Regions from separate parts of the Mus musculus genome. Here region 2 is linked to region 1. The links are chromatin contacts, called in public promoter capture Hi-C maps. All regions are on one chromosome and are shown on one strand. Each heading gives the region's core, a stretch centred on a gene start, on an enhancer-like site or on the middle of the called end of the contact. The rest is flanking DNA. Distances are from core to core; before and after follow the strand shown. Region 1 holds the start of Dmac2 (distal membrane arm assembly complex 2). Region 2 holds the start of Blvrb (biliverdin reductase B (flavin reductase (NADPH))).

Region 1 (5,000 bases), core at 1,129-3,628:
CATCCTGACTCCTGCTGACTCCACTGGCCATCCTTCTGATGAGACCCACCTGATTCATTACCCGGTCACCTATGATAACACCCCATCTCAAGGTCCTTAAACTGGCCAGCTGGTGTTGTCACACGCCTTTAATCCCAGCACTGGGGAGGCAGAGAGGCAGGTGGATCTCGGAGTTCGAGACCAGCCTCGTCTATGGAATGAATTCCAGAATAGCCAGAGCTACACAGAAATACCCTGTCTTGAACCCTTCCTGCAAAAAAAAAAAAAAAAAAAAAAAAAAAAAAAAAAGGAGCCTTAAGCTTGGCCTTGAGGTACACATCTATGATCCCAGCTCTGAACTATAAAGCAATATAGGAAAGGGGGTGGGGCTCAGAGCGGAGGGGAGGAGAAGGTAAAGGCTTCTTAAAGTAATAGAATGTGGTGGTTTGAAGGAAAATGTCCCCCATAGGCTCAGACAGTTGGGTGGTCGGTGGTGGACTGGGGAGGTTTAGGGGGACCCTCAGTGGAGGAAGGACCTCGTTGGAGGTGAGCTTTGGGAGTTTAAGGCCCAGTCATTTCAGTTTGCTTTCTCTGCCTCTGGCTTCAGCTGAAGATGGAAGCTCTCTGCTTCTTGTTCCTGACACCATCCCTGCTGTTTGCTACGATTTGTGCCCACTATGATGGCCGCTTAGCCCTCTGGAACTGCAAGCCAAAACAACCTCCCTTCTGTAGGTTGCCTTGAGTCACAGCATTTTATCACAGCAACAGGAAAGTAACAGCTACATACAGACTCTAAGGATTACAGCCCAAGGACATCTGTGGTTGGGGGCTGTTCGGTCTCGACACACCCACCGCTCCCTGCTTCTCCATTTCCATGAGTGGCCCCTTTTGGTTTCTCAGGCTTTTGTCTGTAGCAGCCCTCACCTCGGCCACCCACCCCTCATTCATTCACCTCTACTATGCAGTAGTCGCTTTGCTGGTCTCAAGGCCACCTCTGTCCTCTCAGAATCATCCTTCATGTAACATGTTACATTTGCAACAAGTCAATCAGACTCTGAAAGTCCTCTCTCCCTCTGTGACTAGAATGAACCCCTGCTGGGCAGCCAGGCAGCCAGCACTACTGCCCAACTCTGGTCAAGTCTCCACCTCTCTGCAAGCTGACAAAGACCTCAGGCTTTTTGTACAGGCTGTTACCTCTGCCTGAACACCTTTATCCAAGCCTTGGGGTAGGTGACTCTCCTGTCACTCATTGCAGTTAAATGCACCTGCTCTACAGACCTTCACTGCTGCCCTATACCCCGCCACACCCTAATATATTGCCCGTTTTTACCTACTTTTTTTTATCAAACACTAGTTTTAATTTTGTGTTCATTTCTTACCTATTGTCTTTCTACCTAGAATGATGACTACCTAAGAAAAGGGCTGTTAGTGCGACCCCAGCACCCACTGCGAGTGCTCAGCAAACATGAATGAATGAATGAATGAAGAGAATCCACCAAGAGTTCACACTGAGGGCTGTGGATGTGGCTCAGTTGGTAAAGAGCTAGCCTAGCATGAAGGAGGTCTGAGGTTTAGTCCCCAGCACCTCATAAACTTCTGTCCACAGCACAAGTGTGCCTGCACTCATATACATAAAACACATACACACATTAATGATAAATATACGCTTTTAATTGAAAAAAGTTCATGGCAAATATACCATACATGAGAGACTTTATGTAAAAGTAATAACTCTCTTAATAAGTATAGATGTGAACTCCAAACTAAAGATAGTCTCTTATACTCAAGTCTAATCTGCCTCTACCTCATCGCTGAGGAGAGACGTCTCAGTGGCAGTTAAGAGCACTGACTACTCCTTCAGAAGATCTGGGTTCAATTCTCAGCACACACACACGGGGGCTGCCAACTCCAATTCCAGGGATCCAGCGTCCTCGTCTGGTCTCCAAGGCATTGAACACACGTGGTGTAGAGCTACATGCACACACAGAGAAAATAAAATTTAAAAACCTAATAATAGGGTAGCAAAGTAGCTCCGTGGGTAAAGGTGCTTGCTGTGCAAGCCAGTGGATCTCAGTTCGCTTCCTGGACCCAGACTCGGCTCATCTCTACACCTGCGCCGCGGAATGTCACGCGTGTATACGCACAATAACAATAAATAAAAAATCATAATCAGTCGTACTGATTCTGCTGTAGAGATATCGGGTGTAAACTGAAAAACCAATGAACGCAAGAGAATTGCGACCGCACTCGGGGGTGGGGTGGAGTGGGAGGAGTAGATCCTTTACAGGAAAGACCGTCTCCTCCGCACGCGCGCCTTTAAAAGGCGGGCTAAAACAGAAGGGGGCGTGGCCACACGCGTGGCCCTTGGTGTCTGAACCACGTGTTAGGAGGGAACGTCCTGCCTCTTCTGTTTACGTTACCTGGCAAGATGGCGGCGCCCAGAGCGGTAGGTGACCGCAGCGTCCGCGTCCCGGAACTATGGTTCACTTTGTAGCTCGGTTCTCGAGACCTCTCTCAGCCTCCTGGGAAACAAAAGTCTGCGGAAACAGAGCGTCTCCTGCCGGACCTCGCTCGGGAGACGCCGTCTGGGGCTGCCGAGGGCCACAGAGAGTCTCGAGTCGCTTGATAGAGAAACCAATGGGATGAGGGTGGCTTAGCCAATCAGCGGAGTAGGACAGCTCTTCCTGGGGGGAAAGGACGGGATAAGGGTTTGGAGGTGATGTAGAACTAATGATGCTTTTGCGCGAAATTCCTGGGGGGAATTTAAGGATCTTGTAATCCCAGTATTTGGGAGGTGGAGGCAGCAGGATCAGGAGTTCAAGGTTATCCTTTTGTGTATCAAGTTGGAGGGCAGGCAGGGCAACGTAAAATCCTGCCTGTAAATAAATAACTAAACCTTAATAGGAAACAAACAAAAATCAAAGAACAGGGTGTGCAGGCGGGAGCCAGGAAGTTAATTTGGAGGTCCGAGGAAGAACCTGAGGGGGATTCCTAGAGCTTCGTTAACCTGGAGAATGTATTTAGTAGTAGAGTATTTTGTTGGTACTCATTGCCGTGGGTTCCATTTCCAGCGCTACCTGTAAAGGTGAAGGTTACGTGGACAGGATGGCAAAGAAATCAGCCATTTGGCAAAATCCTAGGGAGAACTGGGTAAAATTTGGGCTGGGGAAATGGTTCATTATTGAAGCACATGTGCTTGAGGCATGAAGGCCAGAGTTGGTAGAAGCGGGGCATGTCTGCTCACCTGGAATCCCAGCACTCTGGAGGTAAAGACAGTTGATTCCTCAAGCAAACCCACTGGCTGGGCTACCTGAGTTGGGGTGCTGCAGGTACAAGTGAGAGACCCTGCCTTGATCTATAAAGCCAGGGGCAATTGAGGAAGACAGCTGGCCTCCATACATGGGCACATTCGTGCAAGGACACCTACACATTTGAATGCACACTATGCACGTACGTATTCCACCACCACCACCCCAACCCCCAGGAGTGAACTGGTGAGAAATGAAAGTATAATGGTAGTTTGGGAAAAAAAAATAAGGACTTGGTGGGAAATTAGAAGAACCTGAGAAAACCAAGACTGGCTGCATTCAAGAATGAATTTATGGTTGGTTAAATGGAAGACTTTGGAGAAATGTTTTGAATCCCAAAGGTTAAGGATTGAGGACGTGGACATGCTGGGGACTGACCACGGTGCCTTATGAATATTAAACAGAGACTCTAGTCCTGAGCTACACCCCCATATTAGGGCGGGAGTGGTATCAGAAGGATTTAAAAGACTCAGGAAGCACAGGCTGAGATTCAAGGTAGGCCATGCTGTAAGAGTTAGGGGTGGAACCCAGCTCCACGTTCAACCTCAGTCCTTTCCCTCTCCCCTTCTCCAGGTCCTGCACCTGGGCGCCCGAGAATGGAATGGCAGAGCCAGGCGCATCCATGGCATGAGTGAGTTGGTGACCCCGGACAGCAGTCGGGAGAAGAAAAGAACGCTGTTGCAGTTCCTCTCAGATCATTTCCAGGACATCCAGACTCTGAGAGAGTACTTGCTCCAGAAACAGATCTCAAAAGTCAACAGGGAGAATCGGTGAGACCCTGCTGGCCAGACCTCCCAGCCAGAGCCCCAGTTCCGCCGGGCTGTGGCTTCCACTGCCAGCATGACAAGCTCACGCCTTCATCGCTGGCCCATCCCTCCTCTAAGACTCATTATATAGGCACTTCCACCACCAGCTGTGCTTGGGGGTCAAGCTGGCCTCTCAGACACACTCAGCTACAACTCAGATCTCTCATGTCTCCCATTTAAAAGAAACCTTACTCTCAAGCTGTCCCCATCCACAGAGTAGGTGCCCCTGGCCACCCAGTTGCTAAGGGTGAATTTTAAGGTGTTTTCTTTGTCTTTTCTCTGCCTTCACATCTAGTTTGTCAATGCTAGAGGATTCCCAGGGTCAGCCCCCAGGTTTCCAACACTTCACTGTGTGGCCTGCCTGCTCATTCCTTTCATTTTAAGGTTAGTGTCTTAGCCACTGTTCTATTGCTGTGAGAAGACAACATGGCCAAGGCAGCTTTGAAAAGAAATCATTTAAATGGCGGCCTGCCTACAGTTTCAGAAGGTTACATGAGCATCGTGGTGGGAGATGGCCTTAAGCTGGCATGGCACTAGAGCAGTAGCTGAGATCCCAGAGAGGAAAGTGTGAGACTGGGCCTGGCATGGTCCTTTAAAATCTCGAAGCCCCTACCCCAGTGACACACTTCCTCCAACAAAGCCACACCTGTTAATCTTTCCAAACAGTTCTACCAAGGGGGGAACCAAGCACTCAAAGATGAGCCCATGGGAGCTGCTCCGATTCCTGCCACTGCAGTCATTTATGGTGTCAGCTGGGAAGCAACGTGTGCAGGGGGCAGGGAGGAGGGCTTTACTGCGGAGTGGAGCCATCTCTAGCCTCAACATTGTTTGTTTTGTTTTCAAGAGAGGCTGTCACATAGCTCGGGCCAGCTGGCCTCAGGCTCCTTTTCCTCCTGTGAGTGCAACA
Region 2 (5,086 bases), core at 2,098-4,597, 1.8 Mb after region 1:
TGGCCCATTTTATAGATGTGAACACTGAGGCATGGAGGAGTCCACCCACTTGCATGAGTTATAGAGCTAATTCTCTATATTCACCCCTGCAGTCACCACCCTTTGCTGTGTAACCCTTTTGTTCTCCAACGTCCGAGGGACGAAAGGTCTATGGGTGCCTAGGGATGTGTCTTTCTCTTTGACCCTGGCTTCTAACATGTGACTTGCTTGGACCAGCAGGAGTTGAGTGGGAGGAAATAGCTGGCCAGTCCTGAGCCTTAATTAAAGAGATCGCTTGGGCTAAGTGTGATGCTAGACTAGACTAGGTCCAGGACCACAAACTCTCCAGCCAAAGCCAGCTACAGCAGCTAATGATACCGCCCCCCCCATCACTATGACAACTCTAAAACTTGAGTATGCCAGTTGAGGCCTGAAAAACTGAACAATCAGGTCTAGCCTAAGTTATTAAACTCTTGACTTTACAGCTAAGTAAATGCTTAGTGTTTTATGACAGTGAGTTGGGAAGGGTGCTTTGTTACACAGCAGCATTCCCGTACCAATAGCTGCCTGATGTACTACTGTCTTCCTCCTGAACCCTGAACATCATAAATACCTATTTTAGAGGGTAGGTGACATCAAGTATGTCTCCAACACAACCCCCACATACACACCCCAGTCCTACTTCTAAGACTGTAAAAATAGAATAATACACTTCTTTTCAAAAGACCCAGATGGCCGGGCATGGTGGCGCACGCCTTTAATCCCAGCACTTGGGAGGCAGAGGCAGGTGGATTTCTGAGTTCGAGGCCAGCCTGGTCTACAGAGTGAGTTCCAGGACAGCCAGAGCTACACAGAGAAACCTTGTCTCGAAAAACAAAACAAAACAAGACATACAAAAAAAGACTCAGAAGGCCTCAAACTCAGGAGAGTTTAAGACGCTAAGTAGGTGGTAGATTGTGGCCAACAGTAGATTATTCCTTTAAGTGGGCACCCTAAAACCACTGCTCTTCTCTTCTTTCATAGAAAGCTGTAAGTGACCACATGGCTACCTGTGTGACCCCAGCCAAGTCACTTGCCCTATCTGGTCTTCATCTGTGAAAATCCTACAGAGGTCTGGAGATGAAATGAGTTGCTCACTCAGCAACCATGGGATCTGGTACACGCCAAGCCTCAATCCATAGCTCTCCTTATTCTTTTCTTCTCATAGTGTCTGAATTCCATCCAGAGCCTCACACAGCCATGTGCTCCACCACTGACACACACAGCCAGCCAGCTCTGAGTTTTCCCTCTTTGGTCTCATATCTTAGCAAGTCCGGGGGTCTGGTCAAGAGTCAAAAAAGAGATGGGTTCAATGCTTTATTCTGGCGGTGTGGAACTCGGTTTCTCTGTGCTTTGATTTCCTTTCCTATTAATGGGTGGTCACAACTGTTTCCCCAATGGAGGATACTTGGGCCAGAGGAGGCGCTTAGCACTTGGCGAGCTCTCTGTGGGCCCAGCTTGCAGCTCTGGCCTTTCCGGGGTGCAAAGGGAAAGGGGTCCTGCGGGATCCAGCAAGAGCCGGTGGGGAGCTGAGCTGAGAGTGGGATCCGAGGCTTTAACCCTTCCAAAGCCGCGCCTCTCTGCCCCTGTGGTCCAGTCACCGTGCGGAGGAGGGGGGCCTGGGAAGGACAAGGCCTTGGGGTGACCCACGCCTGGTTCAGTGGCTGAGCTAGGTGAGGGTGAGGGGTTCATTGGATCGCAAGCCTCTATCCGGCTAAACAGATCCGAGGGCTCAGGTCGCCAGCTTGTGGGGGAGGATGCTGGGCCAGGTGGGGAGATGCTGGGGAGGGGCCGCCGTCCGCACCGCCGCTCACCTGGGCGCCGGCCGCCGATGCGGTCCCGGATGCTCGCCGCGCAGCACCGCCCTCCCTGCGGGCGTTCGTCGCCGGGCCGGGCCCGGCTCTGTTCGGCCCCACCGGCCCGCCGCTCGGCCAGATCCGCATGCGCCGCCGCCGCCGCGCCTCCCCCCACGCGCCGCAGCCGCTCCGCACGCCCCCGGGACCCCTCCCGCACGCCGCCCCGCCGCCCGCGCTGTCACACACCGGGCCACGCGTGTGATGCACAGCCGCGCTCGCGAGCGCTCGAGGCAGCGTCACACACTCCCACACTGCCACTCACACACCGGGCCCCTGGCAACGTCATACACACTCTCTCCACATGCACACTCTCATGGTGTCACTCCTTCGTAAGGGGTCAGTCAGGGTCAAACCTTCTAACTGTCTGTCACACGCAGTCACTTGCAATGTTTTCCTCTCTGGAATGTGTCCTGCAGGGTCATTCACTGTGACACACTCTGATATAGCCACCACTGACAGTGACACTCAGATATCACCAGTAGTTACCAATACAGTAAATAGTGCCCTGCAGGATCGTACATACATTGTTACTCAAATACTGCCACCACCACAATAAGGGTCACATGAAATCACTTGAACAGTATCACAGGATGGAATAGTGCTCTGCAGGACCACGCACTGTGACACACTCACATACAGCCACCACCACCAATAGCACATACAGTCAGGCATGTCACACACCTCCAAGGTGTCACAGAGTATCTACGCTCACACAACACAAAGTTCACAATCGCATAGTCTTACACGCTTAAAATGTCACACCAGTTGCCTAGGCACAAAAGATGACACACCCTGTGTTGCTACACACCCATACATCAGAGCCTCAACAAGACACAAAAGGAATCTCAGTTGATGTCACACACAGTCACACATAAATGGGATCATATCACGCACCCATGTGGTGTCCCAAACCTTCCCAATCCGAAAGTATCACACTCCATTACAGCTTACCATATCACACAGGCTGAGTACCCCTCACAGTATCACCCCCATGGACGCCAAATAACATTAATGATCTCTATACACAACTCACATTGCAACACAAGGAATGAAACCGGGTGTCGCCCACAACCATGCTGTCCCTTGTGGTCACTGAGGGTCACACAGGCACAAAATCACCCCACACACCCCTCTTGCTTGTTGGGAGGACGCTTTGGTAGAGGGAAGTACCATCTCAGAGCCTGTCTGTAAGGGGGCGTGAGCAAAGAGAGCACGGTGGGCGTAACGCCCCGGCCGGCCCCGCCCCGCTCAGCCCCGCCCACTAAGGGTGGCTGTCTCTAGTAGGCAGAGCGCTAAGTGACAAACTGCTCTAGCACCGCCCACTCCCTTCCCTAGAAGGGGCGTGGCTTCTACGTCTAAGCGCCTATCGGAGAAGGGGCTCTGGAAATGCAATTTGACTCCTCCGCCTACTCATGCTCTTTCCAGCGGGAGGCGTGGTCGCCTCGGTCCCGCCCTTTGAACCCAAATTAGGAGGGTGAGGCGGAGGCTGGAACCTTGTCTGGTCCCGCCCCCTCCTTCTGGGTCGAGGAGGACCCGCAGCGCGCCTCCTCGCAGCCACTGTGTTCCCGCGCGTCCTCGGAGTTCTCAGCTTTTCCGGCCCTGGACCCCGCAGCATGACTGTCAAGAAGATCGCGATCTTCGGTGCCACCGGCAGGACCGGGCTCACCACACTGGCGCAGGCGGTGCAAGCAGGCAGGAGCCGGGGCGGGTGGGGGAAGTCATGAACACCGGGCGGAGTTTTGGGAAAAGTCGTCCTGGGGGCCGGGCGGAGACCACACGGGGCGGTGTGTGCCCCAGCCTGTGGGCCAGCAAGTGGTCACGGGGGCACAAATGGAGGACTCTGACATTCAGCGTTATGTGGGTTCAAGGCGTAAAGGAATTAACTGTGGGAACCTGGAGGACTCCTCTGACAGTTCTATGCAAACCAGGGGTTCTTATGAAATGTCGTAACTGTGGTGGTGGTCCTAGTTAGCACACCCAGAAAGGGTTTTCTGAGCCAGGACTAGCTTGGCATCCAGCCAGCCGGGCCATCTCCTTACACGTGTTAAAATTCTGGTGACCCTCATTTGGAATGGGAACTAGTGTGTTACCCCACTTGACACATAAGAAAACTGAGGCGGAGAGGACTTGCTGGTACATGGCTGTGTCGGGATTTGAACTCCGGTCCGTGGTCTTAAGCACTAAAAAACTGTCTGCAGGCTCATAGTTTGGTCACTGGAACAGAAAATCGAAAAGGTTAGGCAGCAACTTACTTCAAAGAGAATGGAGGTGATCACCCTATAAGAGAGGGGCAGTCCAAGAACTGAAGTCCTGGGAAGGACATTGAGCTTTGGGGCCTCCCGAGGGGAGGGCGCAGGATCCCCCATCATCCCCTGGCTCCTCAGTCTAGAAGTTAACTCTGGACCAGACGTGAAAGTTCCAGATAAAGAGCCACACCCTTGCTAGCCTTGGCGATTCTTAAGATATTGACTATCAGAGTGCCCCAAAAGGGTGGAGGCCACAAAGAGCCCAGTCCCTGCTGGTTCCCAGCACAGCTCCTGCTTTGGGTGAGGCTTTTTCTAGAAGTTCCATCCCCCCGCCCCCCATGGGCTATCCTTTCCCCCAGGGACTTAATGAGGGCCTTAATTCGTGGCAAAGGAGAGCGCCCTGGGCCTCCCAGAGAAAACAAACTACAGGCTGGCTGTGGTGGTGTAGACCTGTAATTTCCCCCACCCCTGGAGAGGCAGAGGTAGGAGACTCAGGAGATCAAACCTATCCTTGGCTGCGCAGCAAGTTCAAGGCCATCGTGGGCAACCTTAGACCCTATGTCAAAACAACAAAACAAAAGCAAGCTGCTGATAAATCATTTCTAGGGAGGAACAGGGAAAGGAAGAGAGAAGTTGACAAATGCTGTGTCACCATGAATTTGTGGAGTATCCTGTTAAATACCTTAATCCCCAATACCACTGTTTACTGATGGCTCTCCCTGCTGGTCACAGTCGGAACTACACGAAGGATTTCCGGGAGGCCTGGCCTTTTTCTCCCTGTGGCTCAGAAAAACCTGTCAGAAACAGGAAGAGGAAAAAAAAAAGAAAAGAAAAAGGAAAAAAAAAAAAAAAAAGGCAGGAAGGGATTAGGGGATATAGCTCTCAGAGATGAAACGCCTGCCTGGGATCCACCTGTGAGAAGAGGCTTGAGGGGGGCGTGGCTCAGTAGGCCCCACGGCCTAGCGG

What was found. Promoter capture Hi-C pulls out the DNA fragments that hold promoters and counts their contacts.
Region 2: a promoter capture Hi-C map of liver shows a contact between it and region 1, with 3 times the contacts expected there. The contact joins the promoter of Blvrb here to the promoter of Dmac2 in region 1. A contact is called at or near these places in 2 of 39 promoter capture datasets (embryonic stem cells and liver) and 2 of 115 datasets of contacts at active chromatin or transcription factors (astrocytes and microglia).

Annotation. Positions count from the first base shown.
Region 1 is chr7:25,617,036-25,622,035 of GRCm38.p6, forward strand. Dmac2 (distal membrane arm assembly complex 2) reads left to right here and starts at 2,379. Exons shown (of 6, transcript NM_001290487.1): 1 at 2,379-2,425; 2 at 3,861-4,057. The coding sequence starts at 2,408. It overlaps Gm38969 (a long non-coding RNA gene), which reads right to left and starts at 2,626. Exons shown (of 2, transcript XR_881901.3): 1 at 2,400-2,626; 2 at 1,633-1,950.
Region 2 is chr7:27,444,631-27,449,716 of GRCm38.p6, forward strand. Blvrb (biliverdin reductase B (flavin reductase (NADPH))) reads left to right here and starts at 3,348. Exons shown (of 5, transcript NM_144923.3): 1 at 3,348-3,566. The coding sequence starts at 3,488. Sptbn4 (spectrin beta, non-erythrocytic 4) reads right to left here and starts at 1,959. Exons shown (of 36, transcript NM_032610.2): 1 at 1,833-1,959.